Regions from separate parts of the Gossypium hirsutum genome. Here all the other regions are linked to region 4. The links are chromatin contacts, called in public Hi-C maps. All regions are on one chromosome and are shown on one strand. Each heading gives the region's core, a stretch centred on a gene start, on an enhancer-like site or on the middle of the called end of the contact. The rest is flanking DNA. Distances are from core to core; before and after follow the strand shown. Region 1 holds the start of LOC107910300 (dolichyl-diphosphooligosaccharide--protein glycosyltransferase subunit 1A). Region 2 holds the start of LOC107908088 (probable serine/threonine-protein kinase PIX13). Region 3 holds the start of LOC107910686 (dolichol-phosphate mannosyltransferase subunit 1). Region 4 holds the start of LOC107910296 (high mobility group B protein 3). Region 5 holds the start of LOC107948222 (histone-lysine N-methyltransferase ATXR7).

What was found. A called contact is a pair of places that touch in the nucleus more often than the background predicts.
Region 1: a Hi-C map of leaf shows a contact between it and region 4, with 3 times the contacts expected there. The contact joins the promoter of LOC107910300 here to the promoter of LOC107910296 in region 4. A contact is called at or near these places in 6 of 34 Hi-C or Micro-C datasets (hypocotyl, leaf and petal).
Region 2: a Hi-C map of leaf shows a contact between it and region 4, with 2.2 times the contacts expected there. The contact joins the promoter of LOC107908088 here to the promoter of LOC107910296 in region 4. A contact is called at or near these places in 7 of 34 Hi-C or Micro-C datasets (anther, callus and leaf).
Region 3: a Hi-C map of leaf shows a contact between it and region 4, with 2.8 times the contacts expected there. The contact joins the promoter of LOC107910686 here to the promoter of LOC107910296 in region 4. A contact is called at or near these places in 9 of 34 Hi-C or Micro-C datasets (callus, hypocotyl, leaf and 1 more).
Region 5: a contact with region 4 is called in a Hi-C map of leaf, with 2.6 times the contacts expected there. The contact joins the promoter of LOC107948222 here to the promoter of LOC107910296 in region 4. A contact is called at or near these places in 4 of 34 Hi-C or Micro-C datasets (anther, callus and leaf).

The regions. Positions count from the first base shown.
Region 1 is chrD02:24,680,487-24,686,013 of Gossypium_hirsutum_v2.1, forward strand. LOC107910300 (dolichyl-diphosphooligosaccharide--protein glycosyltransferase subunit 1A) reads right to left here and starts at 4,051. Exons shown (of 10, transcript XM_016838110.2): 1 at 3,807-4,051; 2 at 3,551-3,595; 3 at 2,807-3,441; 4 at 2,569-2,716; 5 at 2,314-2,490; 6 at 1,987-2,055; 7 at 1,769-1,858; 8 at 1,449-1,607; 9 at 1,134-1,358; 10 at 537-862. The coding sequence starts at 3,902. The coding sequence ends at 671.
Region 2 is chrD02:24,128,384-24,133,383 of Gossypium_hirsutum_v2.1, forward strand. LOC107908088 (probable serine/threonine-protein kinase PIX13) reads right to left here and starts at 2,354. Exons shown (of 6, transcript XM_041088683.1): 1 at 2,003-2,354; 2 at 1,549-1,916; 3 at 636-771; 4 at 396-535. The coding sequence starts at 2,057.
Region 3 is chrD02:23,975,794-23,981,037 of Gossypium_hirsutum_v2.1, forward strand. It overlaps LOC107910686 (dolichol-phosphate mannosyltransferase subunit 1), which reads right to left and starts at 3,777. Exons shown (of 9, transcript XM_016838645.2): 1 at 3,348-3,777; 2 at 2,501-2,600; 3 at 2,366-2,399; 4 at 2,214-2,290; 5 at 2,094-2,119; 6 at 1,834-1,998; 7 at 1,628-1,742; 8 at 948-1,069; 9 at 782-867. The coding sequence starts at 3,520. The coding sequence ends at 965. LOC107910685 (1,4-alpha-glucan-branching enzyme 1, chloroplastic/amyloplastic) reads right to left here. Exons shown (of 15, transcript XM_016838642.2): 13 at 5,145-5,244; 14 at 4,817-4,936; 15 at 4,330-4,728. The coding sequence ends at 4,528. LOC107910687 reads left to right here. Exons shown (of 2, transcript XM_016838647.2): 2 at 1-147. The coding sequence ends at 7.
Region 4 is chrD02:24,423,189-24,428,100 of Gossypium_hirsutum_v2.1, forward strand. It overlaps LOC107910296 (high mobility group B protein 3), which reads right to left and starts at 2,903. Exons shown (of 8, transcript XM_016838103.2): 1 at 2,694-2,903; 2 at 2,558-2,607; 3 at 2,328-2,435; 4 at 2,040-2,097; 5 at 1,893-1,937; 6 at 1,723-1,803; 7 at 1,553-1,645; 8 at 1,273-1,458. The coding sequence starts at 2,598. The coding sequence ends at 1,444.
Region 5 is chrD02:24,804,779-24,809,724 of Gossypium_hirsutum_v2.1, forward strand. It overlaps LOC107948222 (histone-lysine N-methyltransferase ATXR7), which reads right to left and starts at 1,807. Exons shown (of 20, transcript XM_041088689.1): 1 at 1,388-1,807; 2 at 1,078-1,192; 3 at 540-999; 4 at 343-459; 5 at 1-157. The coding sequence starts at 1,391.

The sequences.
Region 1 (5,527 bases), core at 2,801-5,300, 260 kb after region 4:
CCGAGGACAATTGTTAGCTCTAATACTAGTGATGCTGGTCATAGATTAACAATCAAACAACACTACAACAGCAGGAAGAACAGAGATAGAAGAGGAAGCATGACAGAAAGGGGAAAGAAAATAGTCTTAATATAATCCATAGAGAAGTTTGTTTAATTCTTCATTCCAGTATGTTCCCATTCTCTGCTTCACAGGTCATATAGGCATAACAAAACAAAAGATAACTCAGCAAATTTGTTTCTGCTACAACCATAATTCACCATTACTTAAAGACCTGAAGAAAACTAGTGGGCTGGTATGGCTTAATGTTTCAGATTGCAGCATTCGGCCATTCACAAGTGAAGCTAATCTATTTCAGCAAACCACAAACCAACGGGCCACAGCTGTAGACAGCCTTAAGTTCACTACCTATATAGCCTGCTAGCATTTTCCAGTTCAGTAATTTAGGCAGATATAAACTCTTCGATCTTGCATTGTGCATAAAAAGCCTTACTAAGAAAAACATGACATTCAACAAAGAAACCAAGACATCAAAATCAAGATCAACTAAGACTCATATATAATCCTTAAACAACATTCTGATCGCAACATTACAGATCACAAGGTCATTCCAGTTGGAGCTCAGGTCTATGGTTTGGACCAAAATATTATGCCTACTTTAGCACTTAATTTATATTTCATCAATGAACTCAAGAAGATCATCAACTTCTTGCCTCAGTGCTGTAAGTTTCTGTTGCTGCAAAGCCACCCGGTTCTCAATATCACGGGCCCCCAACTTCTTCTCATAGCCGTCCACCACCGTAGAGTGCTTCACCATTACTTTTTCCTGTAATTCTCTCTCCTTAGCCACCAGCTCCTCCACCTACACAGATAAAAAAATTATCACTTATACGAATATTCCATATAGAGCAAAATAAAATCATAAATGCTATTGGCATCCAGAGCAAACAGAATATTTCTGTCATGCATAGTCATGTTACAACAAGAATACTGTTGCATGCTAAGGTTTAAAATTTACCAAAACAAGATGTTGCAACAAATAAACAATTGACAAACATGAAAGGCAACAAATCCATATCTAATTGATCCAGAAAAGTTGAGCAACACCACCAAACAGTAAAAGACAGGTGAACCTTGGGTAATACTTGAGCAGCTGATGGAGAAGATTGCAAGAAGGTCAGCAAGGGTTTCAATTCTTTGGACAGCTCTTTTAACAAACCATCAGCTGCTTTTCGAGCAGCTTTACAAGCTTGAATGTTCCCAGTCCTAGAAAGATCACGTAGTGATGCTTCCAGGTTATCATGTGTTGTCAAGCATCTACTTATGATATTCTGAACCTGCTGAATCACTGCCTGAACCTGAAATTACAGAGAAAATTCACAAAACAATTCACTTGTACATGGTGATTTGGGTGAGCAAAGTAGATTGCATAGTAACATCCTACTAACCTCTTCCCACTGCTGTTTAGCCAAATAAGAAGCAGAAGACTTGGAGATTGATATGTCTGCATGCATATAAACAATGCAAGCAACAAAAAAGAAGAAAAACCCTGAAATTAACATCAGTGGCTCCCTGAGCATCGATAGTTGACTGAAATGGTAATAGACCTGAAAGGTAAACAAACAGCAAACCATTAACCCTGTAAATATAGGATTATGAAAACCTGATGTCCAATATTCTGTGTTTGGAGGTAGCAGAACGGTGGCATTACACTAGTATGCTAGAAGCAGTGTGCATATTCAGACTGAAAATTGAGAAAGAAGAATACCTGAAAAAATTGATTGTGCTCAGGCACAACATTAGTTTTTTTTAGCACAACTACTGGTCTACCATCAATATCCAAGTGGGAGATCTTGGTCTGCATACAACCATAAACACATTAGATATAAAAAACCAAAGCCTTCAGACTCAAAGTTCAACACAAATATGACCCTATGTTATACAACATAAGTTCCAATAGAAGAGAAATAATAAGCCTGCTAATACCTCTTGCCACTGCTCCACAGGAAATGGAGCTGCTACAGATATGTCAGTAGAACCCTCAGGCAAAACAACCTGCAACCGAAGTACCAGATCAATAAGAGGATGCTAAGAAAACAACACTCTTATCATTCACCAGACTGCAATTATACCACACAAGTACATATCTTAATCCTAAGCTCATAATAAGACAGCAGCATTAGTGCCCATTTTATTACTTGGTGACATGTTTTAATCATGACAAATAAGTAGTGTAACTATGTCTATTTAGTAAGAGTTGAAATATGTACTTATACAAGTTTTAGGCAAGCTCGGGAAGGAAGTGATACAAACCTTCACAATGAGTGCATCAATAACCAACTCAACCATTGGGCTACTAAAAGTGATATTAAGAAAGCGCTTCCCGTCTGACTCAAACAAAAAGTCCAGAAGCGGCAAGCCATATCCAATGGTAAACGCAGTTCTCCAGCCACCAAACATCGGGTACCTAGGTTCAATCAATAGTTCCGTCTACAAAGACAAATGGTACTTCAATAAGAATAAACTACCAAATGATAGATGCTCTTAAATCCTACTCAGCAATATAACCTTTTTGGAGTCACCCCTCAGATGAGATGTTGATATATTGCCAATTTCATCCCTGTAATAAACAGAATGTGCCCTTGGTGGCAAGTTTGCAACAAGATACCTAAAGGCCGATGCACCACGAACGTTGGGTCTGGCCTGGAAATCAAGCCTGTAGTGTCAAAGTAATAATTCAGAAACAAACTTCCAACCCGGCACGGTGCTCACCATAATCCATAAAAAGGTAAAGATATGAAGTAACCTGGAAAATTCACCCTTGCTCTGGGCACCACCATGTATGAGCTTGTAATGCTCAGTGACTTGCACATTACCCCAATGGGAAATTTCTATCTCTCTCACCAATTCATGAGCAACAGCAAAGGGTAAATTGCTTTCAAAATGAACTGCTATGGGTGAGTACGAGAATGAAGGAATATTCTCATAAGGACCATATTTGATTTCTGAACCATGAATCTTTGTGTTCTCCAGTTTTGTATAGGATTCAATTCTAGAATCAGGCAATTTAACACTTAGAGACTGAACCTTCACAGCATAAGGAGATAGATAGTGTGCACTATCCTGGTATAGTACAAGCTGAATATCAGCCTGAGTGATTTGCTCAGGAATAGGTCGCAAGGCATGGGTAAATACGGCCAAGACATCAAAAGTGAAGCTATCACCCTCAGCTAATCCCTTAGGCAAAGATACTGAATAGAATGTCAAAGCAGCAGGCATGTCTTTTGGGTTGGCAGCCTCAACAGGGAGAACAACAACAGGGTTTTTTCCTTTCCCTTTCCCTTCATGTGGAGTAGCAATCAAATATGCCATATTTTTGGCTTGTTGCTCAGGAAAAGCCAGCAAAACCTTGGACTCCTTTTCGGAACCTGCATTCTCCACCTAAAGGACAATATAACAGCACATTAAAGAATAAAGCCGAAAAGAGATAATAGAGTTGAAAGCATTAGCAATTTGAGAATGAAAAGAAAAGTGAGTGTTACTGAAGCACCTTCATAGTTGAAGAAATCCGAACAATATGTGATGTCAAATATATCTGCAACACATAGGGACGCTTTTAACATAAAAACTTTACAGATACAACTATTGTAGCAGTTCAGATCAACCCAAGAGATGATGTTTCAGATGGATAAAATCTTCAGAAGCAGCCGTGAACCAATCAGAGAAATGAACTCGCAAGGAATACTATCAATAATATTAAACCCTAGAAAGCTGGGAAATTTGAATAGAGAAGGATAAAAACTTACGCGTCGATCGACTTTGGAAAGGACCAGATCGGAAAGTGCGGGTGATGCCAAAATTGCGATTGTAAGCATAAGGAAACAAAACCCGAAACTCTCCATTGTCGGGAAACTGAATCTCTACTGCACTTGACCCCTAGTTGACTCCTTTTGTTTCTGGTTCCTGTAGTGAACGGAGGGCTCTTTTGGTAATCTATTGTTACCTTGTAGGCTAAATTACATTGCTATTCCCTCAATTACTAGTTTCCTTTTTTTTCAAATGAGAAATAATAAAATAGTCATTATATATTTTTTATCACCCATCAATTAAAGATTAATGGAAAAATAACGTATCTGCTTTTAAAACTGACATAGTAATAATTTTAATTTTTAGACATTTATACGTTATGTTAATTTAGAATTTATTTTAAAAAATATAATCATCAATATTTACATATTATGTAATTTAATATTTTTGCATTTTTGTGACTTTCTCACTTGAAAAACTAAAAAAATATTAACTAAATTTGATCAAAAGTATACTAAAAATAGAAATACAAAAAAACCTAATATCATCATTTTTACTTTTTCTCATTCTTTAATTTTGATACTCTAATTCTCTATCGTTAGATTGAATACTAGTAGTTGAGATGACTCAATCATAGTCAGTTCCCTCTTCACAAATTTCATAAAATCCGTACTTGATTCATTTGAAGTCAATTCAACTGAGTTGCTCTTGTTATTGTCATCATTAGCTTTAATGTCTCCAACGAACATAGAGAGTCTTGCTACTCGTTCAATTAACCCACTATATAAAAGAAAATAAAAGTGCTTTTGAATCATCAACTTCCAAAAGTTGAAGTTGCAATAAACTTAATTGAGTCTAGTGAGTGGATAAATTGAAAGGTTTACATAACCATGAGTAAACTTGCATTATCGATAGCCAAAACTGACATCAAGCGATGAATTTCACTAGTAAATATGAGCATTTAGAGTGTTCTCACTTCATCCCTTTGTGGCATTGCCCCTACATTTAACTCAATGGAAAAATGAAGAACAACAACAAGAAACAAAGTTACCTAAAATTTGTAAACTAGCCAATTCAATTCATTGAAAATAAAAAGTACCCATTTCATTAATTCAACCTAATTTGAAGTCTAACAACTTAAAGAAAAAAAAACCTTCGATTTGCTTCATCAATGGCAACCAACTCAAACAAACAAAAAAAGTGAATTAATTGTCATCGAGAGATATCAAGTTCTCAACCATTTAAAGTATAACGAAATCAATGTATTTGAGAATTATCTAATTTAATAAGAATTTAAAAAATATATTTTAATTTTCTCATCATGTATTGAATTATATTTTCATGTAAAACAGGATAAATTTAGGTAATGTGTAAACATTAAGACCTATTTTTTAAAGAATTAAGATTAAATTGATAGAATATAGAAACATTTAGGGTTGAACTTGTTACCATGCCAATTTTAAAAGATGTCATGTCATATTTCCATTAGCCATCTAACAACTAGTGACTAAAAAAGGAAAAATCAAATAGTTGAGTGATCATTTTATAATTTTTCATAGTTGAATGGTAAAAAAATTACTAATAGTTAATGATTACTAGTGTAGTTTACCCAACTTTGTATAGCGGGATTGAAAATTGGACATTTAATGAGCTGAGTTTGAACCATGAAGGTAGGCTTGCATGCCTAGATTGGGTTAATCCAAAAATTTCTTTTTCTTTA
Region 2 (5,000 bases), core at 1,104-3,603, 300 kb before region 4:
CTTAAATTTTTATTATTTGTCTAACTTATTTTAAAATGGATTGAAAAGTTAATAATTATTAATTTTATTGGTGTGGTGACGTATTAGTGTATATTACTTTAACAATTAATAAAATTTTAAATATTAAAGATATTTAAAAATATATTTTTATAATTCTTTTAAAATTTTAAAAAATTAATTAATTTTTAATATGACATCTACATGATAATCCATGTATATGTTACATCAGTAAAGTTTAATAAACATTATTTTTTCATTTATTTTGAAATGATTTAATAAATAATATAAATTTAAAGTATAAAAAACAAAAATTAAATGAATTTTTTTATAAAGTTAAAAAATTAAGTGATTATGTAAAAGAAAGAGAGAGAAAGAGAGAGTGGCTTTAAATTTACCCCATCTAGCAAAATATTGGAGGCTTTAAAGTCCCTGTAGATTACACTCTTCTCTGATGTATGCAAAAAAGCCAAGCCTTGGGCGGCCCCAATGGCTATTTTAAGCCGCGTTTCCCATGTAAGAGGCTCTGCTCCGCCTACTGCATTGAGTTTACATATAAAATAAGCTTTAATCTTCTCGAAAAATAGCATGTTTAATGAATATGATAGATCAATGTGTGTTTTTCCTTAATTACTTACATCTAAAGAGATGGTTTTCCAGGCTTCCCTTTTGCATGTATTCGTAGACAAGGAGGAACTGATTTTCCTCCCAACAGTATCCCAACAGCTTTACCAGATTTGGATGGCAGAACTTGCCCAAGAATTTAACTTCCGCCTGTTCTCACACAATATTATTCCCTAAATCAACTTAATCTCAAAGCATTCATATCATATGCAACCATTCTTGAAAATCATTTCTTTACATAAAAATGCAAATTTCAGTGCATAATTTGATGTAGTTTTACTACTCATTTATCACTAATGTAATAATATGAGGAAAAATTTTATCTATATTATAATAATTAGATGTAAAATAAAAAAAAGTTTCTACAAATTTAAACTTAAAATTAAATAATAAAAAAGTTTCAAAAAAGTTTCAAAACTAAAAATAAGTTATAAGAGTGGACTAAATATTAGTAGTTGAATTGATTTATTGCCGTGTAAAAGAAAAAAAAATACTCCAACTAAACCTAACATTGATAAATAAGTAGACAATGAGAACCTGGGAATACATAAAATATAAATCAATTGTGTTAAACCTGCATGAACATACAGTAATAAAATTCCAACTATCTCATGGAAAATGAGGCCAAATTATAAAAAGCATAGAAAAGTATACATAAAATAACACGCGCCGTATATTTCGGAAAACAAAATAATTCTGCTGGCTGGTGTTTACATTATCAAATACGCCTCTTCATTCAATCATATAATGACTATTCTGATTATACACGAACTTAAGAATAAAATAAATTTATTTTTTTTAAAAGTACTAAAAGTAAAGATAAAAATGAATTTAATAAGAGTCCTAAAATGAAATTAACATGGTTGATAAATGTTTGTAAGAATGAATGGGAAATAAGAAATAAAATAAAATAAAAAAGTAAAATACCTGCCATTCTTGCAAGCCTTGAGAGCTATCGGGATTAGATTTCTTGACGGCAACAGCGATGCCAACTCCGACTTTAGAAGGAGCATAGGTTTTATCATCAACCCAACCTTTAAACACTCTACCGAAACCTCCCTCACCCAGCACCGTATCAGGTCTGAAATTTCTGGTGGCTGCCTTAAGTTCTGCCAAAGTGAATATTTTCAAGGTGGTGCTCACAATCTTTCCACTGGCCGGAACTCCTCCTCCTTCGCCCTCCTTGCTTCTTCCACTGCTTGTTTCGTTCCCTTCACCGCCACCGCTTTCTTTGTTTCCTGTAGGTGGCACCACTCCATGTTGGTTGCTGCTGTCCTTTAGCTTCTTCGTATCTTCTGCATGTGTGTTCAATCATATGAATTGGTTTGGTTGGGGTGGTTGCTGCTGTCGGAAAATCCAAGGCAAGTTTGTTTGTACGTACCTGGGGTGGGTGGCTGGCTATGATGATCAACTTGAGTACCAAAGCAGTTCCCCATATGGTCTGATAACTTGTTTTCTTTTTGCAATTTCGATATCTTTTCTTTGGGATTGAATAGATATAGCAAGTCAAAAGGATTATTGACTTTAAAAGAAAAAAGAAAAGCTTTCTTGAGGTTCGAGGAAGAAGAGAAGAACGAGGGGCGAAGCAACCAAGTAGATGGGATGTGGAGGAGAACGGGATAATGGAGACTTGGTGTTTGTTTGGACTTTTTCCTTGGTTTTATATACTAATCAAATCCTCCTCTTGTTTCTGTCACTTATTTCTCATTTCAACCTCCCATTTTACACTCTTTTCTTCAATTTGCTTACCATTTAATAAAGAATTTATCAACAAGACTTCATCACAATTGGAGTGATAAAAAATTAGTCTTTAATTAATATAAATTTCAGATTTTCGTTTTATCCTTACAAATTTACAAATCAGAATTCCAGCTCAAAAACCAAAACAAAATTTCTAAGCCATAATAATTTATTTTAACATTTTATTTAATTTTTAAATTAATATTACTTATCAAATTATTTTAAAATAGATAGAAAAGTTAATGTCTATTAACTTTGCTTAATTGGCATACACATAGATGTCATCTCAATAATTAATTAATTTTTTAAAAAATCTAAAAATATTATAAAAATTATTAAATTATTTAAAAAGTATGAAAATTCTAAAAAAATATTTTTTAATATTTTTAATTTTAAAAAAGAATCAATTAATTATTATTATAAAATACATGTAGAGTGTCACCCTACATGAATGTCATATTAAGAAAGTTAACCGACGTTAATTTTTTTCATTTACTTTGAGATAATTTGATAAACAACACAATTTTAAAAGAAAAAAATTAAATAAAAAATTAAAAGATTTTTTTTATAAATTGAAGGGAAAATAAATAATTTTAATTTTTAACCAAATTTGAAAACAAAAACATCATGACAGCTAGCAATAGAAAATTAATTAATATAAAAAAAATGAAGGAGGAAGTCAACGGCAATTTCCTCCCGATGGCTTGAGCTTCTTGATGGGCCCTATACTATGCTTCTAAGTGGGCCCTATGCTATGCTTCTAGGTGGGCCCTATCGTTGGCTCATTCAACTCAGATGAATTTCATTTTCATTTCATTACATTGACATGACCTGCATTAAACCTCCGATCTTTTACTTTATTTTGAATGACAATGTATTAGGCGAAAGATAAATAGAATAAGGGTTAGTTTGGATGGGCGGTGCGTTTACCTGCGGTTAGTGTAAAAACAGCAGTGGCGGTGAGATTAAATACTGTAGCAATACTGTAGCGTGCGACAAAAAGTAGGCTAAACGCACCGCACCATACCCAATCGCCTATCCAAACCCACCCTAAATCAAGCGATGAGAATATGTATATTATTTAAATAAAGTTTTTAGTTCGAGTTTTTGAAATAATTTTTAGTATAATTTTTTTTCAAACTGGTTCCATTTTCAATTTAATATAAATTTAATTTAATTTTCAAATATGAAAATATTTTAGAAAAATAAAAAGGAATTTAAAAAGAGTCTCTTTTTTTATATAATTAGTTTCTAACGGCACATTCATTGCATATGATTTTACTCGTTTAATTTTTTAATTAATTTTTAAATAATATCTTATTTTAATTAATTTTTAATTTGTTATTCTAATAATTAAATATAATTTAAATATGCTAATTTATTTAACAATTCACATATAATAATTTTTTTTCAAATACCATATTAAAAATTAATATATCAATAATTTTTTTAATAATATTAAAAAATTAAATCATAATTAAAACATTGTACTATTTTCAAGATACTCTGCACTTTTTACTATTCAATTTCTTAATATTCAATAAACCGACTCTATTAATTTGTAAATAATAAAAAAACTAATATCAAATTAAAAACACTTTTTAAAATGACTGTAATTATAAAAAAATTTACCTGAACTTTTACTTCAATTATAGTTACTTTAAGTAAATTATTTTAAGTAATAATTGAAAATTAAATTATAATTATTTTTAAATGAATAGTTACTAGAATTTCTATTAAATTATAATTAATTTTTTAATATATAAATATCACAATTTAATTAATATTTTTAAATTAAATATTATAATTATTTTAAAATATCAATCTAATAATATGATGAAAAATAAAATAATTTTACTAAATTAATTTTTTTTTCAAACTCATAGTTCTATATATATTATAGATAGATGTTATCCACAATTAATTAATTATAAATCAAGACCACAACACCACCTTGTCTTTCTCTCGTCTGTGTTGGTTGAATTATAAAAATGAGAATCAATGGGGAGCCGAGATCTAAGTCTAGCCTTCTAAATTTCACTCATCGTGTGAAAAACCTCACACAGTTCATACATACACTACGCAAAAAATTAACTTTTTGAGCACCATGTGAGACGACGTGTAAGTGCCTTCAAAAGTATCGATTGGTGATGACTTTTGATAATTCCATGGTTCAGTTTCCACACACCACTTTTTATGGCAATGGCTCAATCATCTACTTCAACTAATTTTTGTTGCCATTGACAAAGAAAAATCAAGCAGCAATGTCGATGTAAAATCTCTTGTTGACGGTAATATCAGAGTTAATCAATCACTCATTTAATTAGTAGAAAAATTCAAAATAAATTATAAAAATATATAATTTTGTGAAAATTTATATATTTTATTATTTTTAAATTAAAAATTATATTTGTTAAGCTACTTAATTATTGGTGGATACTCTAATTACGACCAAAAAAAAATAGTTGCTGAATATGTGGCCAGACTTGTACCAATGTATGCAACCACTGTAGAATCACAACTTTGTATTAGTGTTAGGGGTCGCGGATAACTAATTATATGAGACTCATTTGACCCACTTGAATTGGCCCTGTAACACCCCGATACTCAACCCGATCGTCGGGTCCGAATACAAGGTG
Region 3 (5,244 bases), core at 2,527-5,026, 450 kb before region 4:
GCTCTGAAATTTGGGATTCTATTCAAGTATTTGAATATCAACCATAGATTTTTTTTCATCTCCAAACTATGTTTCCTTCTGGTTGCTCTACCAGATGTTTGTTTCTCAATATTTGAATATGAACAGATGCTCAAATGTTATCCTCTATTCATTCACTAATTTCTTTCAGCTGATCCTTGACGACTGAGCAATAATAATAGCTTAGGGGATTTGCATCTCATTCTTCAATAACCCAAAAACTAACCAGAAATAACAATAACCGGCAAATATAACAAGGACTAGTTTGGCGTTGTTTTTTAAGTGCTCTTAAAAAGTCCTTCGAAAAAGTGGTTTTGAGGTTAAGATTTAAGTGTTAAATATTGTTGTTAAAAAGTGCTTTTAATAAAAAAATATCTATGTTAAGCATAGTGTTATAATGTAATAAATAAACATTTAAATAATATTCAAATTAGTTAATATTATGATATTTTAATAATAATATAAAAAATAATTTACTGTTAATATTTTAATATATGAAAAATAAAATTTAAATATTTTTTAAACAATTAATCAAAGAGGGAAAGTATTATGTGTTGGAGGGGTAAAAACATAATTAAACTGTCAAAAATACTTTTGAAAGAAAAAAACTAAAAATTTTAACTTTTACGAGAATAGTGCTTTTGAAAAAAATCAATTTTTTTCTTCAAAATTGCTTGTTTAGCATTCTTTTTTGCTTCAAAAGTGGTTTTCATGTCAAAAATACTTCTACAAAACACTACTAAACACAGCTGAAGAAAGTTTGTTGTTAAGCCTGTAAAATGCAATCCCCTAGGTTTTGCATCTTCAATTCCATTGAATAACATCTTCAATCCAGTAGCAAAATACCAACTACATTAGCCATCAAAAAGTCAGGTTACAAAGGAACTTGTAAGAGCTAAGCCATAAAAATTGTTCGCTGCAAAGCTTACGCGGCCAATCTCAGGGCTCATGTTGTGACCAAAAGATATGAAAGGCCTTTAAGATACTCTATAATTTCTGATCCACCAAGCTTTGAACTTCCGAACACTCTATCAACAAAAGTTATTGGAACCTGTAAATGGTAGAAAGTCAAAATCAATGAAAATGCAAAGGATTAAATAAGTTATTTAGCTGCACGGCTTATTGATGTACGAACTGCAAATCTTATAAGACTTAAAGAAGGGACAGGAAGAAAACCAAAACCATACGAGCAAACTCCAATGTAGAAAATATCTGTACAATCTGGTTCAACACAAGACATAACATAACTAAGTGGAAGAGTTTATATATACAAGTAAGCAATTACATTACATTACAATGGGATCATGGGGAAGGGGTTTTAGACACAGGGATTGAATCCTAGACCTTTTCCCAATCAACTTGAAACCCACACACAACTGGCAAGTGGAAGAATTTATGATGCTCCCTATAATGAAATCCAATTGACAAAGAAAAATATGAAAGTCGTCTTTGCAGAGATATAGTTGAAAGAATAATCTGACTACAAGTGATCAGCATCCAAGTTAGTTGTCGAAGCTGACAACCAAGTGAACTAGTCAATGATAAAAACAGTTCATTTGAAGTTGGACTATCTGTCTTCATAAGAATACAACTAAGAAATTAGTTATACCTCTTCAATGTGATAACCTTTTCTTGAAGCCCTAACAATCATCTCCATTTGAAATACATATCCCTTGCTAACACAGGAGCTAATGACATCTTCAAGCACTGATTTCTTATAAAGCCTTCAATAGAAGGAAAAAGAATTGTCAGCAATAAAGCTACGAGCCTATGACAGTCTGAAATGGTCACTTCTTGAAATCAGTTCTTACATACCTGAAAGAGCCAGTTAAGTCTGATACACCAGGCCACAAAAGAGTTTGTGCAAGAACATTGGCTCCCCTACTTGTTAGCTTGCGCATCAGATTCCATCCATGCACGCCACCACCTTTGACATATCGTGTTCCGGTAACTATGCTGGCACCAGTTTCAGACTGCTTCCTATAAGATGTCACGGGCCAAAATAGTACAAAGGTTTGAGTAAACTAGACGCAATTATGAACCTTAAAAGGGTTGTTAACCAAAAGATTTCTCACTTGATGAAGCATGGCAAATATTTTGGCTGCAAAACAAGATTGAAGATATCTTACATTATAGAAAACAAGTGAATGGATTTAACCGGTAGAAGAGGTATAAAGAAACACAATCATACTTACATGATGTGACAGATCAGCATCCATGATTACAACAAAATTTCCAGAAGCATGCTTCAAACCGTGAATGTAAGCTGTTCCTGAAAGTTGAAACCGATAACAACCCAAAGGTTAGCTCCACCTATTACTCCTGAAAGGGAATAGGTCTTACTTACCCAATCCAAGCTTCTTAGGTCTAGGTCTCAATAGCTGTAACAGTAAGGAAACAGAAGCAGAGGTGCACAGGAATTGATCAGCAAGACGGATTACATATAGATCCAATTTTGAAGGTAGATGAGAATGGAACTTACAATACGATCTTCACCATAAAGTTTCTGCAGTTGTTTCACAACTTCCTGAGTACCATCAGGGCTCCCATCATCCACAACAATTATTTCAAAATCTACATCCCTACTCCAGGCAATATCACAAGTAGTTACATAAATATGACAGATATTGCAAACTACCACAGTATAAGAGGAAAGGTTTTTAAGGTAGGTACACTTATCTCGCGAGTGTTAGGCCAGTTACATTGTCATTAATTTTATATGAAAATAAATCCTTTATGCCCCATGACAGACACAAAGCAATGGCATAGTGGGAAAGGTGGAAACTAATTCAAATAATGTACTGATTTGTAGTGAAAACTTTGGCCCCAAGAACATCAAAATTTGAGAAGTTTTAACATATAGCCACTTGAATTTACAAAGACTAGAAGAATACTACTAAAAGGACAAAAAATAGGATCATTGATTAAACTCCTACGGTTTAATTTCACAAGGCTGTTTAAGTGTATAATTAATTCATATGTATAGGCACCAAATCCGGGGGGAAAGTGTAGAGTTATATAAAAACAACAGGCGCTTCAATATATTGCCGGATAATTTATTTATTCCAGAAAACAGAAACTAAATATGACAGTATTGTCATATTTATGTATACTCATTATCCAATTCAAATCATTTGCATAAAATGAAAATACTGAACGGGACGCCACTTATAAACTCGATGAATACAAGAGGGGCAGAAGAAAGAGCACGAATTTGAGATATGTAATCAGATCTCGATAGAGCACGTTAAAAATACTAAAATTAAGAGTTCAGCGATCAAAGAAAAAAAAAATTTTAAAGGAGAGAGAATTGAAGTTGGGAGAAATACCGGAGATGTTTGAAGATGAGATAGACGATGAGAGCAATGTTGAGGCGCTCGTTGTAAGTAGGTACTATTATGCTGTACTTGTTCTTCTGCTCCATTTTTTCTTCTTCTGTGTAAATACCTTGGCCTAAATCTTTATTTTCTGTGTTCTTTTGTTTCGCTGACTCATTTCTCATTTGAATTTTTCAACGATGAATCGGGATGCTGACTTTTGCTTGCTAGACTACCTTGAAATTGGGCTAAGGCCTAGGAACAAAGCAGGCCGCTTCAACCGAGAAGGTACCAACTCGGTTAATCTCATAGCCGGACTCCCATAATTGAGCTACAATGCTGCAAAAGAATAAAATGCTAAATGAGAATTTTTTATTGGTTAAAATACTAAAAATCCCTCGAATTTTACTCAAAGTTTGCAGAATCCTATCTGGTCCAAATAACGGCAACTTTTTATTTCAAATGAAAGTTTATGTAGGTATGAATTAAAGATTAAGGATTTATTTTAGATATAACTAAAAAGTGAAAAAGATTTACAAGGCTAAAAGTATTAGGGAATTTTTTATATTAAAAGTCTGATTACATTTATTCTTTCACTTAAAATATGGACAAATTGATTCTGTACATTAAATCAAAAAATAAACCGGATCTTTTGATTATTCCATCACTACACCAATTGTTAGCGTTATAAATGTACAAAAATTTTAATAAAAAAATTAATTTATTCTTTAATTTAATATACAAAAATTAATTTACCTATTTTTTAAGTAGAGGAAAAAAAGACAAATGAATTCCTTAAACTTATAATACGTCTGCCACTTACAAGTTGGTTAAGGATTTAGTTAAGTGTATACAAAGTATACATATTTATATAAATAAACTAGTAAAGTGCAGGGTTTTATTTATTTATTTTATTTAATATTTTAACCTTTGTTTTATTGAAGTATTTCAGCTCATAGCGTTGAAGTTGAAATCTCATGATCAGACATGGGAATTTCGATGCAATAACTAGTAATTAAGCAGACTATACTGTTGTTGTCTACATACAATTTACAAACTGCAAACAAAACTAAATCCCCTGCTTACTCATTCCTCACATTATTATTATTATTATTATTATTATTATTATTATTATTCACAAAACAAAAACCAGCACTTATTACGCATAGGGTTGGCGCAGGAGCCGAAAAGCTTAGTCGTCCGGGGTTCTGTCCTCCATCTCTTCCACTTCCGGCTCATCTAACTTACTTCCCACAATCTTTTTGTCTAGCACAGAAGCTGCTGGTTCTTCAATACTTTCCTGCTTTGCTCCATCTTTTTGCAATTCCTCATCGAAACTGGCGGTGTCACGGTCATTAGTTTCTTGTGGATTTTCTTTATCTCCATGATCAACCTGGGGAGAATCTTAAACAATCTGTCAGTTCAAGTTTTCATTCCTAGGCTCAGGGCCCATATAAACAGCCACAGATTATATCACCTACCAAGATAGCCGATTCCTCAGCATTCTTCTGCTTTGATGCATCCATTTCTAATGTCTCACTGACACTAATTACATTGATACCATTAGTTTCTTCTACACTTTCATCCACTTTATAATAAACCTGTGGAAAATTTGTAAGAAATCTGTCAGTCCATGTTGACCGTAGATACAGGCGGAGATTCGATGTCCATGATACCATATAAGGTTGGAAATCTATAATAAGCCTAAGTGCACAACAATAAATATACACAACTATCAATGCTAAGCATGGTCTGTGATGGATGATATGATATAATATAATCAGGAAGCCCAGGAAGTGATAATCATACCACACATGTGCGAGCTGGTGAGAGTACTTTGAAAGAATTAGGGCGGTTGTTGAAATTAGTTTCAGGTACACCTGGAATCCCTTCTGGGGATGTAAAATGG
Region 4 (4,912 bases), core at 1,653-4,152:
CGCAAACAGAAGGAGTAATTAAGGGAAAAAAACCTGTAAAGGGGCGCGCCTGCAGGTCTCCGACTTCGTCTTCATGGAATGCAAACAGTGCAATCAGTAGAAACCAGCAAATCCACTTTCTTTCTATGAAATGTGTCATGGGCCTTGTGTGCTTTGCTCTCTTAAGCCAGCCCATCAACTTTTTCTCGAGATTATTTGATAAACCCAAACCCAAAAGGAATTTTAACTAGCCTTGTCATTTCCTCCCCTAAGGGCTGAATTCTCTTTTCCATTGGAGATTGGGGTGGTAACGACGGTAGAAATACCAAATTCGAGATGGCTATGATTTAAAAATTTTAAACACTGCTATTCTCAAAAAGTAATTATAAAAACTTCAACACTGCTACTCCACTTGTTTATTTTGACGCAATACATACGAATCGAATACTAATAGTCCGTATCATTAAACAAGTGTGTATTGACAAGCAAGAAACAGAGACTAAATAAAAGCTTTACAGTTCACAAAATTAATAAAATCAACTACACCCGAAGAATTACGGACGTTCAATTGCTAAATTATGGTTTTTTTTTCTACTAGGTAATCTAACAAAAGCCTAACCGAAAGGAAAATATAAAAAAAATTGGAGATTGAACGATAAATATATATTAAACAGAATCGATTACCATAAAATGAGATTAAAATTTAGGAGTAAAATTAGAATGTAGTAAAATGAGATTATTATCATAAAATACTATAATGAAGAAAAGCGTACGATAAATCCATCTTCATTTTTACATATTATTCAATATTAAACAATTATTAACAATACAAATCAATATTAGACTATATATGTAAATTATAAACCAATTAAAATTTAAATTTCAATACAGAAACAATTAAGGTTAATTTAGAAAATAAGAAAACTGGGCAATACAGAACCAAAACTCCAAGTGAAAACAGCATATCAGGCAACAATTAGAAGAAACACAAACAAAATGACCATTGAACCAAGAATTCAACGCAAAACCGAGGAATTGTCCCATAAAATGGTTGGTATCAAATCTTAAGTTCAATCTGTTAACATCTACCCCTACTGCCCCCGAATAAGAACCCAGGAATTATTTCAAATGAATTGTGTTAAAAAGCTGCCACGAGAATAAATGAACCAATAGAACAGCAGCAAAAAAGCAATAGAATATGGGCAGGCAACAAAGCCATACAAAGAGGGACCAAATTCTCTAGAAAAGGATTTACCTATCTTACGCCATTCAACTTCAAATGCAAAGTACATGTAGCAACAAATTACCCATCTACAACTATTAATTTCGAAACGTCAAAAGAAACCAACAGCATCCAGAGTTACATTTTTGCTTAAATGAAATTTGCATTTAAAAAGCATTAACATAAGATGATCAAACACTATCACAGCCTAGTTTGATTATGCTATCCTCCCTGGATTTTTCCTACTCATCATCTTCCTGCATTTACAAAAAAAAAGAGAAACCCGAATCAATAGGGTCCAAACTAAGCCAGAAGATCAGTGACACAAAACTGATACTAATTGCAACTCACGTCTCCACTGCCTTCATCATCATCTTCTTCTTCATCATTCACCTCAGATACAGACTTCTCAGATTCCTCCTCATCTTCTTGGGGACCCTCAGCCTGGAATTAATCCAAAAAGTTTATTAACTTTTAACTCATCAAATTATATGTATAAACAAAAGATAACAGCAAATTACCTGTCTCTTATTGTAGGCTTTCATGTTCTTTTCATACTCGACCTTTCGTTTCTCGGCCTTATCAACATAAGGTCGCTTTTCCTAAAATCATATATTTTACATTAATCAGGATGCATATTTGCATCTATGTTGAAGATTATTTTCAGTGCTGAACGTAGAAAAATACTTACAGCTTCAGAAAGGCTCTTCCATTTATCTCCACCGGCTTTGCCAACCTGAATTTGAATCCAAAAGAGAAATTAAGTAAACAAAATAAAAAAAGGAAAAGGAAAGAAACCTGTAAGAAAATCCAAAAAAAAAAAAATGGTCATACTTACAGCAGCAACGGACTTGTTTTTAGGGTGCTCCTTCTTGTATTGCTCGCGGAACTCCTCCCTTTTATCACGAAATCAACATTAAAAAAGTAGATGAAATATGAATGTAAATAGTAAAATCATACTCGAAGATCAACTTTGCTTTGACCATAACAAGAATCGTTCAATTCACCTCTTCGATTGTGGTTTTTACGAAGAATATAAACGCCAGAGTTTTCCACGAAGCAAACGGAACAAACCAAAAAATTTAAAGAAAACCGACAAATACAGGAGAGATTCATGAATGATTACATGAAAACGAAGAAGGCGCTAGCAGGCCTCTTTGGCTTGTTTGGATCCTTAGCTGCCTTCCCCGATTTCTTTCCAGCTTTCGTGGTTGATTTCTTATTCACGGAGAGCCTATAAACGAACCAAAAAATTAAAAAAAAAAATAAAAGTCAAATAATAGGAAACGTTAATACACATCACGATCTGAGGTCCTAGAACACGCGATCTGAAGAGCCGAAAGGAGAAAAGCTTACTTGGCGCTCTTGGCATCCGACTTGGATTTACCTCCTTTCATGTTTGAATCCTGCAAATGAAATCGCAGATGAGTGAAAAAGCAGATGAAATCGATAGAAAGAAGTGGAAATTCGATAAAAATCGACGGGGAAATACCTGATAGAGGGCTAGGGTTAGAGTTACGGATGAGAGAGGGAGAGAGGAATAGGGGAATAAAAGTGCGATAGAAATAGAGATGTGTTGAGAATAGAGGAGGGTTGAGTTGAGAGGCCGAAACTCGAAAGCGGAGATATTAAGTTTTGGGCAAATTGAAATTCAATTGCACGCGAAATGAGAATTGAGGGGGTTTAGGCGGGATTTGGAATTTTCATGCCACGTCATCGATCTGTGTGCTTTTATGTTATTGGCTGTGTCACTCCTAATCTTTTTGGCTTTCCAGATTCTCACCTCTTTCTTTTGTTGTGCTTCCTCTGTGCTTCTTCTCTCTCTCACCTGATTCGTGATTTAATGGGCCCTTCCCCTGATTCTAGCCCAATCCATTTATTTCAGGGCCTTCATACATGGACCTTAAAATGGCTCAAAAAATTTCCCCAAGTCCATTTTCAGCTCAACTTTACGCCACACCGCCACTCAAATTACTCTATTCATCCAAGATTAAAAACAAAACTTATACTAATCTTTTAATTGAATCGTACGGCTACGTTTACTGTTACTAGGGTTGTAAGCTAGGAATCTTTGAATTCCTTCTTCTTTCAATGCTTGTAATTGACTTGTTGGGCAGTGCAAAGAAGGGTTTCGAAAAGCAGCACTATAGTGGTATACCAGTCGCTATTTCATGGTAGTCGCATTGTCATAGCGATGTGAAAATATTTCACACTAATATTAGTTAAATTTTTCATCTTTTCTTCAAAGTCAAAGACAGCCTAATCAAAAAAATCATCGTATTTGGGATTGCAATCAACTAAAGTAAACTTGATAGAAACTAATGCTCAACTGTGACTTGTTGACAAGTCAAATATTTTGCAACATGCTCGGTAACCTTCCTTTTCATACCGAACCACCAATACAAACCTTTCAAATTACAACACATCTTGTTATCTCCAGGATGCATGGCATAGAAACTGTTGTGAGCCTCTTGAAGTATATCATGCTTCAACTCCTCATCACTAGCCACATAAATCCTCTCTTAGAACATCAAGTGACCATCATTATCGATATCACAGTCATTAGCTCTATTTTCCTCAAATTACCTTCTCATTGCTAACAACTTCACATCAACCAATTGTTTATCTCTAATTTGCTAACAACTTCTAATTTGCTTAACTTGCAATTCAGCCAAAAGACCACCATCATCCACCAACTATAACCGAGCAAACATAGGTCTCAAGTCCACCAACAACTTCTTACTCAAAGCATCAACACCACCGTTTGTCTTACCCAGATAATAATCAATAATATAATCATAATCCTTTAATAGTTCAATCCATCTTCACTATCTCAAGTTCAACTTATTCTGAGTTAAAAGATATTTGGGACTCTTGTAATTAATGTAAATATAACACTTCTTACCATATAGATGGTGTCATCATATCATTAATGCAAATACCACCATCACCAACTCTAAACCATGAGTCAAATAGTTCCACTCATGATTTTTCAATTGCCTTGAAGCATATGTCACTACCTTCCCCTTTTACATCATCATATATCCCAAACCAGTATATGAAGCATCATCGTAAATAATAGTATTTCCCTTAATTCTGGTTGATTCAAAACAAGAGCCTTAGTTAAAATAGCCTTTAATTACTCTAAACTCTCCTGATGCTTCTCATTCCACTCAAATGGCTTACCTTTTTACAACAATTTCTTCAACGGAGTGGCAATCATGGAAAAACCCTTAACAAAGTGACAATAAAATCTAGCTAAAACCTAAGAAACTATTAACCTTGGTAACATTCTTAGGTTCCTTCCACTCGAAGATAGTTCTATCTTCTTAATGTTAACTTTAACACCAACCGTCAAAATAAAATGACCAAGAAAAATCACTTTCGACAACTAGAAATCACATTTACTCAACTCCACAGATAACTTCTTTTCTTAGAGAATCTGTAGAACAACTCGGAGATGTCTATCATTATCATCCTCGGACCTCGAATACGTTGAAATATCATCAATGAACACCACCAAAAATTTATCAACATATTGTTGGAAGATACGATTAATCAAATCTATAAATGCAACTGGAGTTGGGATCTAGCGTCTTTAGTGTAGTGATTATGTCTATGTACTTGAAAATTTTCAAACAAATTAGTTTAATAAAACTCCATCATTATTATTAATATTTTTTTGTTTATTGTCCTCATTGGTTTTTGCAC
Region 5 (4,946 bases), core at 557-3,056, 380 kb after region 4:
TTCGAGAATGCAGATCAGAAGAAACTTCTTCAGAAATTGCCGATATGAAGTTCACTGATAACTCCTGTTCATTTTCAGCAACACACTGACCACCTTTCCAAGCATTTAAAACAGACAGCAATTGGGTGGGGCGAAACCTGTCATCAGCATGATAAATCTGCAAGACAATAAATTAAAAGAAAAGGATATAAGAAGCAAGACTCAGTAAAGCTTAGATACATCATGCCAGCCACAATACCTACACAAGTTTCGAAAGAGTTCATAGGACCCTACAGTTGATACAAATGAACAGTTCCTGCAGTGATGAATCATGACTTGAGAATTTCAAGGCTTACGGCTTACCATAATGGAATCTGCAAGATACCCACAGCGATGCCAGGAATACAATTGTAAAAGAGAATGGGGCCCATGTTTCCTACTCTCATCATCTTCAAACAACCAACATTCATCTTCACCTGACTGGAACAAAAAAGGTGAAAATCATCCAAAGGCACCTTAGGAGAAAAAGGGGAAACCAGAGGGGGGGGGGACAATAATACCTGCAATACAAAGCTAAATGCTTCGGAACTTACATTGCAGTTGAATTGAGAAGGCGAAGGGGAAGGAGTGTGTTGGACATTTGTAAATGAAGATTTTAAATAATTGGAAGCTGTGGGTGAAGTGAGATATATAAACCCAGTAGCAACATGATCAGGGAACTGCCTAAAGTACTTTAGGGGAACAGGATTGATCAAAGCCCCATTGACTACAGGATAAACAGGGAGCTCATCCGGCAGGAAACCAGTAGACAAGCCTTCGTATAACTGCTGCTGGATATAAGGACCACACATCTGGCCGTGTTCATTGACATACATCCATCCACTCACATACGAAGAAGATGATGGCGCATAGCTAGAGTAACTCTTGTCGCATGAAGATCCACCGCCGTTACAAGATTGAGAAATACCACTGCTATTTCCATTAGACTGGCAACTCATCTCCGTTGCAGATTGTTCGTCACTGTCAAATCATGAATACGATTAAAAAAATGTAAATAAGAGCGTCATCAACCAAAAAACCGTATATTAATAATTATACCCGCGATTTGAAGATGCAAAATCAGCAGAGAGATCCGAAACTTTAAGGCGCTTTCTGGAAAAATTAGGGTGATCATATTCGTCAATAGGGGATGTTGAGGAAACCATGGGCAGACCTGAATCAAAATTCAAATCTAACTAACCTCAATTCTCATAAATGTATTATTACCTAATAAAAAAAGAAAACTGATCTAATTATGTTGCATCTGCGAATAGTAGCGCCCAAATTTCCAAGATGAAAGAAAAAGGCATATATCATAGTAATCTATTATCCGTACACATACATACACAGTTGAAACTCTATTGCATACCCATCCAATCCAATCCAATGCAATGCAATCCAATCCTCACGGTAATCTGCAAAACTCTGCCGGTAGTTGGTTCCAAATCCAATAGAGTAGTACGGATTTCGATAGAAAGAAATTTTCCCAATTAGGGGAAACCACCGGCTCTTGTATTCACGACTAATTTGGCCTCTTCCTATTGTAGTTTCTTTTTTCTTTCTTTTCTGGGGTTTACAAAATTACAAAGTAGACGAAAGCAAAATTAAGTTCACCTCTCTCCCTCCCTCCCTCTACCTCCCTCTACCTCCCTCTCTCTCTCTCTCTCTCTCTCTCTCTCTCTCTCTCATAAGTGAGTCTCACTTCTGACTCGCTCCGCTCCTTGAGCTTTTTTGTATTTATTGTTCTTCATATATGGCAGTGGCATTCGCAATCGTGTGAGATGCCGGCTGCTATTTCCCTATTTTAATTTCAAGCCATTTTTCTTCGTCTTTTATTCTTGGGTTTATTTCAGGCCTCTCCCTCTCATTTATTGGGCTCGCTTTTGGCCGATGAATGGATATATGAACTTTGAAGCAATACGATTACATCAAAAGTCAATAATCCACGCAATTATGGAGTTGAAATTATTAAAAGAAATAGTTACAAATCTCAAAAATAAAATTTAAAATAAATATGGAAGTACTGATCAAGCGAAATATTTGTGAAGTTGTGAATTTCCCTTCAACGTTCTGGTTTATTTATAGTTAAAAGGAGTATGTGAGGAGTTATAGGGAAATTTAATGAATGGTAGGGAACCATTGAAGTCCATCAATGTATGAAGGGAGAATCCTTTAATATTGCCAAAGTGGGAATAGTTGCCAAGTGTTACCCATCAGGCTGTAGCCCTCATAAAGGTAGAGCTAGCCCTAGTTCTACTCAATTATAGCCCTTTTCGAGTAAGGCTGATAAGTTTTTGTTATCATTAGAGTAGAGCTCTTGTGTAACACTCTAACTCATATCCGTCGCCGAAACAGGGTTACAGAGCATTACCGGAGTTTATGGAATAATTACAGTAAATTAATGTTACTTACTATTCATACCCAAAACCAAACATTTTCAATCATATCGTCCCTTGAATGGGCCCTCGAGGCCCAAAATGTGCGTTAAAATCAAGTTGGGACTAAACCGGGAACTCATAAAATTTTTCGTGAAATTTTAAAATTTTTCTTAGGTGCAGGGGACACACGCCCGTGTGGCCAGGCCGTGTGGCTCACACGGCCAAGTGACACGCCCATGTCCTAGGCCGTGTGTGCATTCGATGTGAGACACACGACCATGTCCCAGCCCATGTCGATACCCGTGTAACTCTTTAATTTGGGTGACACAGCCAACCACACACCCGTGTGCTAGGCCGTGTGGACAATTAATTTTCAAAAATTAAATGCAGGGGACACACGGCTAAACCACACGTCCGTGCGCATGGTCATGTGTCACACACGACTGAGACACTCGTCCATGTCTCTGCCCGTGTGGACAAAAAATAGGTCATTTTCAGGCCACTTTTCTCACCCAATTTGCCTTTCACCTACAGCATCATCTAAACAATTCACAAGCCAATTCATAACCCTCAAATTAATGTCAATACCAAGTTTTATACATGACATATTATGTGCAAGTGTTTAAACTTACCAAAAACACATTTATGCTTATAAGCATACTTTATCAATTATGCTAATTCAAAACCATTCATCAATAGGTTTGTATGCTCCCCATCATCTCACCATTTTATCACACATCAAACTTGATAAAGCTTTATATAATTTCATCAAAATATGTCTTACACTAGCCATTCCAATGGCTAGTTACAACCAAAATATTTCATCATTATGCCTAACTTAGCTTATACATGCCATTATACCAAAAGTTAGCTTACTTTATATACCAAGAAGTCCAAGGGATAGTGTGATGTGTCTCCGACCAAGTTCTAACCTCCATGAGCTTCCGAGTACTATAAAACAAAGAAAAGAAAAACCGAGTAAGCATTTAATACTTAGTAAGTTCGTATAACTGGAAATTTAACTTACCATTCATTTTCACTAAAGTAAACATACAAAATGCATCCAAGAAATTTGGCTGATAGCCTAAACACCCAACTTTATCAAACATGTTAGTCATTGTAATTCACACAATTGTCAAGAAATATGGATGAGCTCATCATATAATAACTTTCATATCCATATACTTTTCTTATCATATTTCTATATAACATGTACATTTCATAACAAATCGTCTCAAGTTTAGTTTAGCCCATATCGGAACTTTACCCGTTAAATTTATTTGAAATATCGATGGACACGCATGTAGTACACTTAAAGTTTAAAAAACTGTAATCCGTCAATTCATATTCAGGGGTACTCATTAGAGAACAAAATCAAGAAGCACTCTCTCGAGCCATATAACAGGAAGCTCATGTGAGCCATATAACAGGAAGCTCATGTGAGCCATGTAACAAGAAGCTTATCCGGTCTATAACAGGAAACTCATAAGAGTTTAAAACAGAAAGCTAATGTGAGCTTAACAGGCAACCCCGAAGAGCTATTATTAGGAAGCTTCGGATAGCCATATATTAGGAAGTTCAGGCGAGCCATATCAGGAAGCTCATTAAGAGCCATATATCGGGACACTCATAAAGAGTTGCAGTATGTCCGCAACACATGCAGGACCAATACTGATCGGAATGCTCACATGAACTGGAACCATGTAACGGGAAGCTCAAGAGGGCTTATAACAGGGTGCTCTTTCGAGCTATGGAGTGTCCGCAACATATGCAGGACCACAACCAATATGGGAAATCGTGTATCATTCGAATTTCATTTATTCAAACAGGGACTTATTACTTATCGGGCTATTGGACATGTGATTAATTTCATACATAAGACATTTAGACAATTCACATATACAACATTCAATTCAAACATATTAATATACATAATTTAGTTACACGAACTTACCTCGTCATTTGCTCGTATACGGAAATCTACTAATTCGATACTTTTTGTTTTCCTCGATCCAATTTCGTACTAGGCCTATCCGGATCTATTCGAGTAAATTTAACTCAATTTAATGAAATTCATATTCAATTCAATCAAATTCACATTTTAGGAAAAAGTACCATTTTGCCCCTATACTTTTAATTAATTTTAATTTCATCCCTAGGCTTGGAAAAATGAAATTCATGCATTTTAATCCTTATTCCAAGCCTAGCCAAATTTTTCATATAAGAATAACAGTCCATGTATTTCACAAAAATTATAAATTTTCCATAAATTTTACATCTTTTCAATTTAGTCCCTAAATCACAATTTCATAAAAATTTCCTTTACAAAAGTTGTTTATCTATCAATAACCTTTCATTTTCTACCATAAATTTCAAAATTTTAGCATACTCGTCCATGGAAAAATTTTAACAATTTGATAACTTTCCAAATTGATCCCCAAAATAGATCGATTAGGTTATTACGATCTCGGAAATGTAAAAATTACTAAAAACAGGACATGATTACTTACCCAATTAAGATTGCTTGAATTTCTCTCTCTTAACTAGGGT